Linked DNA regions of Drosophila melanogaster: all the other regions are linked to region 2. Evidence: chromatin contacts called from public Hi-C data. All regions are on one chromosome and are shown on one strand. Each heading gives the region's core, a stretch centred on a gene start, on an enhancer-like site or on the middle of the called end of the contact. The rest is flanking DNA. Distances are from core to core; before and after follow the strand shown. Region 1 holds the start of Ada2b (transcriptional Adaptor 2b). Region 2 holds the start of hyd (hyperplastic discs). Region 3 holds the start of Sptz (Spastizin).

Region 1 (2,898 bases), core at 242-2,741, 1.5 Mb after region 2:
GCCGGCATGTTGGTCATACTGTTGCTAGTTGGCCATTGCCACAGGACCTTGAGCCCTCATCGCGCCAATGCCCATGACAAAGACACAAAGACTTTACATACCAAATTAGTTGATAGTTATGCTTTAGGACTACTCGCTTATGCAAATTTTGAGAGCCCATCCATCGCGGCCGCCTGCTTATGAGTCTCGATGCTGGGAGCAGGCGGTTCAGACGGATCTGGACATGGATCTGTTTCCGTTGCCAGTCGTCAATTATGACGACTGGGGTCGCGCCTGCGCTGTGACTTTTCCTTAGTTCCTTACGCAAGCGAATTCAAATCGAACCGTATCTGTGAAAATCGTGAATCTCAAACTCTTGAATGTCCTCGAACAGTATTGTTAAACATACTTCAGTCCCTAGGATCAGACGCAGGTGCGACACCAAAACCGAATTTGGCGCTCAAATAGACTTATTTAGACGTTTTTAGGTACTCGAATTGATAAATTTTGTTGGCCGTGTGCGTGTTTTTGAAAAGCGCAGCTGCACAAGTAACTTGCCATATCTGTTTAAGATCTGTTAACCCATTTTGTATCGTGTAACTCGTTTTGTTTTTCTCTGGTCCAAGCTAACTAGCAAGAGTAAACTAGCAACAATGCCACCAAAGCCACATGCAACACAAACTAGTCCTCACCGCCCACTGAGATATCTGGAACCCATAACAATTCGGCTACTGCTCGGTGTAAGACAGCAATACTAACAATAATATAAACGTATTCACCATATGAACTAATCGAATAATCAACTATTTATACAGCGTAGCCTACCCCAAATCCTTCCCAATGATTGTAATGATTGTAACCTACAATATCTCGGCAGTCCCACGCCCTATTCATGTTAGATGTAAGCAACCGAAATATTTTTCGGCAGTTATTACTTTTACACTTTTTGTTTGAAACAAAAGATATTTACCCATTTTATATTTTTTTTGTAACTCAGAATTTAGCTTAAGTTTTTAATCCTGACCACCGCTTAAATTTACGTATCGAACTGCATTTAAGCACATGAGTTTTTTATATTTTTATTCAGCACCACGCTACAAATGTTTCAACCATCACATATTCGTATTTATGTTTACCTTGTTTTGGTTTGATATGCACTTCTTTTATTTTAGTTTTATTTTATATATATTAATATTATTTTTTGTGATAATTTAAAAAAGGCAAAACACTCGAATTAAACTTTTAAAATAATTAAATAAACTACTATCAATATTTAACGCATAAACATTAGAGTTTTGAACATGTGCCTAATGTTTGAAATTTGTATTCTATATTTAATGTGTTGGTACTTTTGGTAAGTAGTATAATTTAGAAATTAACTATAATTCAGAGATTCAACAGAATTATGAAAATTAGCTAAAAAGGCTTTAAGACTAGCTATATAGGCGGCACTGTTCCGATGAACTGGTTCGGTTCGTTGGCCGTACATATAAGAATTCTCAGTAGAGCAATATGGCGTTGACTTCGCGTCTGGTCACATTACTGGCATAGGTTTTTTTCGCACAACTCATAATTGTCGTGAAAATCCAGGTTTTGGCCCAAAATGACCACAATCGCGGATTTATTCACAAAGTATAATTGCACAAATTGCCAGGATGATATTCAGGGCATTCGAGTGCACTGCGCGGAGTGCGAAAACTTCGATTTGTGTCTGCAAGTAAGTAACTCACACATACACGCCGTCGAGCGACGCACGTATACATGTTGCAGTAGGGTGGTTCGCTCTTTTTGAGGTTCTAGATACTTGTATATAGATTTGTAAATAATAAAAATCAGTTATTTTAACAAAATATTCTTGAATCACCCTCTTTGGATGGTCAAACTAATGGCCATATGGCCTCAATCCTCTAAATTAACGTCACCCAGATCTTGACAAGAAAAATATTTGCTTTAACTTTTTGTTAATTTAAAGGAAATTTGTTTATTGATTTTGGTAAATAGGTAGACTATCGTAGTTAATTTAATTAAAAATTACTTCCTTACGAATTAGCAGTGTCATTTTTATTTAGTTAAATGCCATAAATTAAAAAGAAAAAAATGTCAAAATAAGTGTCTGAATCTTGTATTAAAAAAAGGCCTGACAAAGCGTAAATTTAGGGAATATGAAATATGTTTCTGTTTTAATTTCCTAATCAAATTATTTTTATCGAGGAACTATTTACACGTTTTCTTTGTCAACATAATCGACCCACCCTGTTACACCCACACTCGTACAATCTAGAGATGCGTCGCCAATTTGGAACCAAAAACTGACTCATCTAGACATTCAAATAATACATACACACAACCGGCAATTTCACCATATTGATTAAAAAACAGCTGACTCTGTATTTATATTGTATTGTTTATTTTTTGCGCAGTGCTTTGCCGCAGGTGCGGAGATCGGCGCCCATCAAAACAACCACTCCTACCAGTTCATGGACACCGGCACTTCCATATTGAGTGTATTTCGTGGAAAGGGGGCGTGGACGGCACGAGAGGAAATCCGCCTGTTGGATGCAATCGAGCAGTACGGCTTTGGAAACTGGGAGGACATTAGCAAGCACATTGAGACGAAGTCAGCGGAGGATGCCAAAGAGGAGTACGTGAATAAGTTTGTAAATGGCACGATTGGAAGGGCCACTTGGACGCCGGCCCAGAGCCAGAGACCCCGCCTTATCGATCACACTGGAGACGACGACGCTGGTCCTCTGGGCACCAATGCTCTCTCTACCTTGCCTCCACTGGAAATCAACTCCGATGAGGCCATGCAGCTGGGCTACATGCCCAACAGGGACAGCTTTGAGCGGGAGTACGATCCCACGGCAGAGCAACTGATCTCGAACATCTCATTAAGCTCCGAGGATACGGAGGTGGATG
Region 2 (2,983 bases), core at 335-2,834:
TGTCTGGAATTTAGCTGATGAAGATTATCCAGGATTTCGCGTGTTATGAAAAATGAAAATAAGAAGACCGAAGACAAATGAACTAACCTTAATATCTCAATGAACTTTTTCTTCCTTTCACGATAATGCAATTTCCTGTTTCTGACTCTTGATGGGGCTCTTGTTTTGTCCAACCAATCATAAAGAATGCGATTCGTACGAACCTTTCCTTACACAAGTGCTTTGTACGTTATGAAGATGACTTTGGCTCGTTTTGGATGGTCGACGATAATGAGTTTGTCAAAAGGCGGCACTTGTCGAGAGGGAGACCCCGGAAATATGAACCGTCCTCCTCCCCAAATTCATGCCAATCCGGCAATGGTGTGCCCACTGATAAGAATCCCTGCGACAATTGTACGCAACATTGCACTAGTTTGCCACCGGGTGCTGATAATCCTCTAGATTCCAATAATCCAAATGATTTAGGCAGAATTGGTTGTCTTCCCTATTGCGGTAGTGATGGTTTAAGTAAAGCGTCCAAGGACTATAGCAATATGGACTCGGGTATGATCGAAAGTAACAGCCACTTGACAATCGATGAATATTCTACTAATATGTACGAGAGTAGTGCCAATGAGCACAATCGATAAATAATATATCATTAACTATACATATATTTAGATGCATTGTCGAGTAATCTGCGTTTGGTAAGAAGGTTCGGATTCGGAAATTATATCTGTACATACACATGGTTCTATGTATAATTTCCCAAATAGAAATGAAAAAATACTTTTAAAATAAATTTCACTAATGCTATAAAATAAACGAAAGAACTACGTTAAATTATTAAAGCAAAATTAATGTGTTTAAACTTGCTTTAATAACTCCACTTATAACACGATTTTAATATACGAGTACAACATATATGAATATTTTCACTTTTCAGCAAGGGAGAAAACATTTAAAAGCTATAGCTTGATAAAATTTTAACAAAACTGTTTTAAAAGTCACAATATGATTTTTTTTTAAGGAAACTATTTTCAGGTATACCTTCTGTTAAAAATCTGGACCCTTGAGAGCTTTAGATTTGGAAACTCCTTAGTAAACGTATATGCTTTTCTGCTGACTTATCTAATTTCCTTCTAATTTAAGATCATTAACGATACTCAGTGACCTAAATAAATTCCTCAAATATACAACAAAGTGAACAAACTGAATTTTATTTCTAGTTCCTAAGCAAACGGTTTACGCGACGTAAAAGCGGTTAAATCGGCTTCTCAAAAGTTTGTCAATCAAAGTTTTCTACCAATTCATTATTTTAAAGCGGTCTTTAGTATATTTTAGTATATTCTATTGGAGATTTTTTGGACTGCCACTATTTAAGGAAAAACAACCGATAAGAATGGACGCATTCGTGAACTTCTGTATCTTAAATTTAATAAAATATATACAGCCTAAGTACACATATTGTAGTCAATGTCAATTTAATTTGAAAGTAAAGTTTTTGTTTACCAATAAATTTGTTTGGAGAATGTATCGATACCGTCGAATTTTCCGGCAACCATCGATACAGTCGGGCGGCATCGGTTTTCGTCCCAGCTCTAGCCAGTACGGTCACTCTGAAAGTCTCTCAACGTTTTGTGACATGAAAATTCAACGAGGACACTGTGTACATGAATAGTTGAAAAATTAAAATGGTTTCCATGCAATTTGTTTTGCAACCGCTACCGGGCTCGGACGATCAGTTTATTGAAAGGTAAATATAATCCTCGCGTACCGCAATTACGCACATGTGAACGCGGAATTCCGTGTAATTGTGTACGTACGGCTGCATGTATTTGTTATGTGAAAATATGTAGGTACGCAGCTATATGTATACGCAGGAAGATATGTACATATGATCATTAACGTAAAACGCGAGCCACAGACACTGGCGGACTTACCTCATCTAGTGCCGTCCACGCGGTTCTGTAAACATTAGCCGCAGAATTTGCGAAATGCACTTGCGTTTCCCACTTTTCATCCACAATTAATTCTCTAACCATTCGCATATGTGTGTGTGTGCGAATGTGTGCGACATGTGAACGGTAGCATGTGTGAGTGCATGTGCATACATGCTGATTAATTTGTTCATATTTAACTATTTGTGCTGAGCAAACTATTGAAATGTTTATATTATAAGCTTCTCGAAAGAAGCTTGCAGAAGTCCATGCTTCCGACTAAAATGTACAATGTTACAAACATGTTTTCACATGCTTGATTTGTACATTATATTTCGCCGAATGTCGCTCTTTCAGCACATGGCATGAAATCGTTCAGCGTTTTCCATAACCCAAAACCTTTAAACGCCAAATAATCGTAACACCGGCTCTTTTTCTTCCTTGGTGATGTGCACTTTTCTTAGAAGCTTTAAATTTTCCAGTCGTCAATCATAAAAAGTCTGGCAAGGCCAGAAATCATCCATAAAATGCACCCTACGCTTAGGAGATTTAGAACATGCATCGACTTGCTCGTATTCTTAATACATTTTCTCCCATTTTAGGATTCGTGAAGTGTCGGATAAGGTGAACCGATTTGGTTATGGCAGCCATCGCATATTCGAACAGTTGAAAATTCCAGTGAAGGAAGTCGTCATTGGTCCCGCGCACATTGGAGTTTTACTGGAGGATGGCAAGGCATTCCGCGTGTCCTTTTCTATAAATTCTGAGAAACTTGACTTGACCAAATCAGACGCAAAATGGTAAGCTTAATGGTGTACCAGTTACATAGATTCGAATGTTTGTTGATTGATGTTTATTTATAGTTCCACCAGTGGTGGCAGCGGAACGGCCAGTGCTTCGAAAGCCCCATCCTCATCCCGACCGATGGCCCGCTCAAGAGCACGCCTGCTGCGCGCAACAGGTCGCTCCAATTCCACCGGACAGGGGTCCGGATCTCGTAGCACAGGGGTCATCATTGGAGGCAGTACATCGAGCCGACCCTTAGTAACAGTTCCGGCTACATA
Region 3 (3,204 bases), core at 686-3,185, 1.7 Mb before region 2:
GCGTTCCCGGCTTTCGTCGTCGCTGGAGGCCTTTTTCTTGGCTGTGCTGTGAAGTTGAACCAGCTGGAGCAGCTGATCAGGCTCTAGCAGGCAGCTGATCGATGGCGCCGATTTGAGCAGTGACTGTTCTATCTTTTGTAAAACTCCCAGCTTCCACAGAGCTTCGCTAATAGCATCCACCAGGCGCTGAAATCTACCTTGCTGCTCCGGTGCGCTCTTGTAGTCTTGTGAATGAATCTTTTTGGTGACAAACGCCTTGAGGAAGGTGAACAGAGCGTGCAGCGAGGCCGAGCGGCAGATGAATCCGTAACGCGTGCGCTGGCTGTGAACAGCGGTTGGACGTGGTGGAGAGGCAACGTCATCATCGACGTACTGTTCATCATCTTCCTCGTCATTCTCGCCATCTTCCCCTTTCCGCTGACTGTTGGGCTCAAGCTGTTCCCAGCGAAGAAAAACCAAGAGGAAGATGTCCTCCAACAGCGAGCACAAGGCGCCCAGCTGATGCAGCTGCCTTAACTGCACGGAAAGCTGTACCAACTTGGTCTTCGTCGTTTGTTCGCCTTGGTCGAGGACCACATCGTACACATGACAGAGAGCGGTGTAGTAGCTCAGAATCTCCACCTCCTCCTGGTGGTGACACTTTAGTGCAGGGGTCAGCTGCTGCCATTTGTAAGTATCTTCAATCAAACGGTGTAGCTCTTGGTGCTTGAAATGAATACCATTTTCATGGATCAAGGGCAGAACGCCTGGCGCCCGCAGAAGTGCATCAACTCTTAGCGTTTTGCTTATCTCCCGCGGACGCAAGAAATTAAGCAAAGTGGACAGGCGTTGAAAGTCAGCATAGAAAAACCCGTGAACTTCCTGCAATTTCTCAGGCACAGCGCTGACATCGAATTCCGCTAGCAATTTTTCCAGGCATCCCAGCTCTTCCAAAGTTTGCGAGCCCAGAGCAAACTCATTGGCGAGTCGAAGGATAAGCAGGTTATTCCTCAACGTGACATCCTGAAAGCACTTAAAGTCCTTGAGATGTTGGCACACGCTGGCTACAAAGTGCTCCCTTTCGTTGAGAGCCAGCCACAGGACCAAAAGTTTAGTGGGCGCCGCCTCACTACACTGCGCCCGCATGGTCAGTTGCTGCTCATGCAACAGATCATCCAGGAGTTGTCCATCGCTGCGCGCCAACATGGTCAGCATTAAGTGTTCACTGGTTATGGAATCAACCACTAGACGAGTCATCAATTTCTGACGAAGTGTAGAGGCCTCCAAAACGCTTGCCGGAAAATTGGCCAGCACACAAAGGGAACGCGGCGATGCGACATCGCCATCTAGCAGCTGTCGAAGCAAGGTGGAAATTATTTGTCCAATGTGCAGTTTGGACCGTTCGTGGAGCAACTGTAGCAGTTGCAGGGCGGGATAGGGCGACGCCTGAAGCACGGTTAGCAGGGCGTTCTGGTGCAATTGAATGGGCCCGGAGGACTTGCCATTGAGCCACTGGATAAAGATCTGTAAAAAATGCATATCTTAGTATATGGATATTTGTTGGTTACCTTAGCTTACCTCAAAGATCTGCCGCTGATCCTTGGGCAACAAGTTTAGCAGCTGCTGCATATTCTCCTCCTGCTGGTCCTCCATTGTGGGACACCTGTGGCTCCTCGGGAGTGCAACGTTCTTCTAATCTCTGCTGATTCACTGGTACTAATGCTAGTTCATTGTTCAGACTGCTCTGTTCTGAATTGGGGCTCTCCGCCAAGTGATCTTCCACTGCTGATTATCGGGATCTATTGTGTTACAGCTCGCCTTTTGTTTCCACTGCTGACCGACTAGCAGCTGTTCTGGCTTCAGGCTTCGGCTTCCACTGGCGAGTGATAAGGGAGGCCCACATATTATCTCGCAGAGCTTGGAGTCGATCAAATAATCCGACTCCGTCGATCTTCGGAGCAGCCGACTGCAAAAACAAAGAATTTAGGTGGCGAACGGTTGCCTTGCCAGTGATGAGAACAAATCGATAGCAATCTGCAAGTCGAAGTGCAGTTCATGCGATTTGGAGGGAAAAGAGCTAGAATAGCTGGTGTGGAATAGCTGAATAGTTTCTCTTAACAAATTAAGTTTTCGTGTAAGTATGTTAAAAACAAAATTAAAAACAAATAAAATCAATATTTTTTTTTCCTAATTTTTCCATTCAAGGTGACGCATCACTAAGCGCCCATCTTTCGCCAACAGCTCATCTCTATCCGACGTGCACTGAAATTCAAACTTGGCGCCCAACCAAATCTCACCCCATGAATTCTTTAATTGGATTAGACCAAGTCCACGGTAGTCGGTTCTCATATGCTAACTAGTCCGATTTCGTCATCGCAGGGAACAGCATGGGCATGAAATTCCAAAGTAAGCTTCCTGGTGCTGTAAACAACTGCATCTTGAGGGTTTTTCCTTGCAGAGATCCTGGTTTTGGCTGGTATTGTAATAGGATTCCTCTCCATCATCGTTGTCCTGGCCGGCACGCTGCTTAAGAACTCCGTACCCAATGTCTTGGCACCAGTGGAGCGGCACTTTGCATTTGACTACGTGATTGGTGAGTGGTTGATGTGCATAAGGAAGTAACATTACTATATATGTACATATACTATACTATATGAACTGATACCATCCAGTGGGTGGTGGAACTGGAGGCAGCACACTTACCTCGCTACTGGCCAAAAACAGCAATGGGAGTGTTCTTCTCATCGAGGCAGGTGGTCAGTTTGGCCTCCTGAGTCGGATTCCCTTGCTGACCACCTTTCAGCAGAAGGGCATCAATGACTGGTCGTTCCTTTCTGTGCCACAGAAACACTCCTCCAGAGGTCTCATTGAACGAAGGCAGTGCCTCCCGAGGGGCAAAGGACTGGGTGGATCCGCCAATCTGAACTACATGCTGCACTTCGATGGTCATGGACCGGATTTTGATTCCTGGCGGGATCACCACAATCTTAGCGATTGGAGCTGGGCCCAAATGAGATCTTTTATGGCTGCCGCCAAGCCCAAGAACCCAGACATGCTCGAAATTCCCCGTCGCTACTCCAAATTAACTGAAGCTTTGGAGGAAGCGCAGGCGCAGTTTGCCTACAAGGATTGGATCTTTAGACGCTCATTGTATAATATTAGGAATGGTTTGCGTCATTCGGTGGTACAGCAGTTCCTTAACCCGGTCATACATCACTCCAATCT

Evidence for each region. A called contact is a pair of places that touch in the nucleus more often than the background predicts.
Region 1: a contact with region 2 is called in a Hi-C map of the Kc167 cell line, with 3 times the contacts expected there. The contact joins the promoter of Ada2b here to the promoter of hyd in region 2. A contact is called at or near these places in 2 of 107 Hi-C or Micro-C datasets (the Kc167 cell line and wing imaginal disc).
Region 3: a Hi-C map of the Kc167 cell line shows a contact between it and region 2, with 2.2 times the contacts expected there. The contact joins the promoter of Sptz here to the promoter of hyd in region 2. A contact is called at or near these places in 2 of 107 Hi-C or Micro-C datasets (the Kc167 cell line and wing imaginal disc).

Annotation. Positions count from the first base shown.
Region 1 is chr3R:8,239,108-8,242,005 of dm6, reverse strand. Ada2b (transcriptional Adaptor 2b) reads left to right here and starts at 1,491. Exons shown (of 4, transcript NM_001275438.1): 1 at 1,491-1,696; 2 at 2,400-2,898. The coding sequence starts at 1,583. It overlaps CG9636, which reads left to right. Exons shown (of 4, transcript NM_141517.4): 4 at 1-1,259.
Region 2 is chr3R:9,724,216-9,727,198 of dm6, reverse strand. It overlaps hyd (hyperplastic discs), which reads left to right and starts at 1,584. Exons shown (of 19, transcript NM_079572.4): 1 at 1,584-1,735; 2 at 2,522-2,719; 3 at 2,783-2,983. The coding sequence starts at 1,674. FoxP (Forkhead box P) reads left to right here. Exons shown (of 7, transcript NM_001260082.3): 7 at 186-1,179. The coding sequence ends at 629.
Region 3 is chr3R:11,420,823-11,424,026 of dm6, reverse strand. Sptz (Spastizin) reads right to left here and starts at 1,935. Exons shown (of 8, transcript NM_169389.3): 1 at 1,558-1,935; 2 at 1-1,503. The coding sequence starts at 1,632. ninaG (ninaG,) reads left to right here and starts at 2,334. Exons shown (of 6, transcript NM_141813.2): 1 at 2,334-2,385; 2 at 2,438-2,572; 3 at 2,652-3,204. The coding sequence starts at 2,367.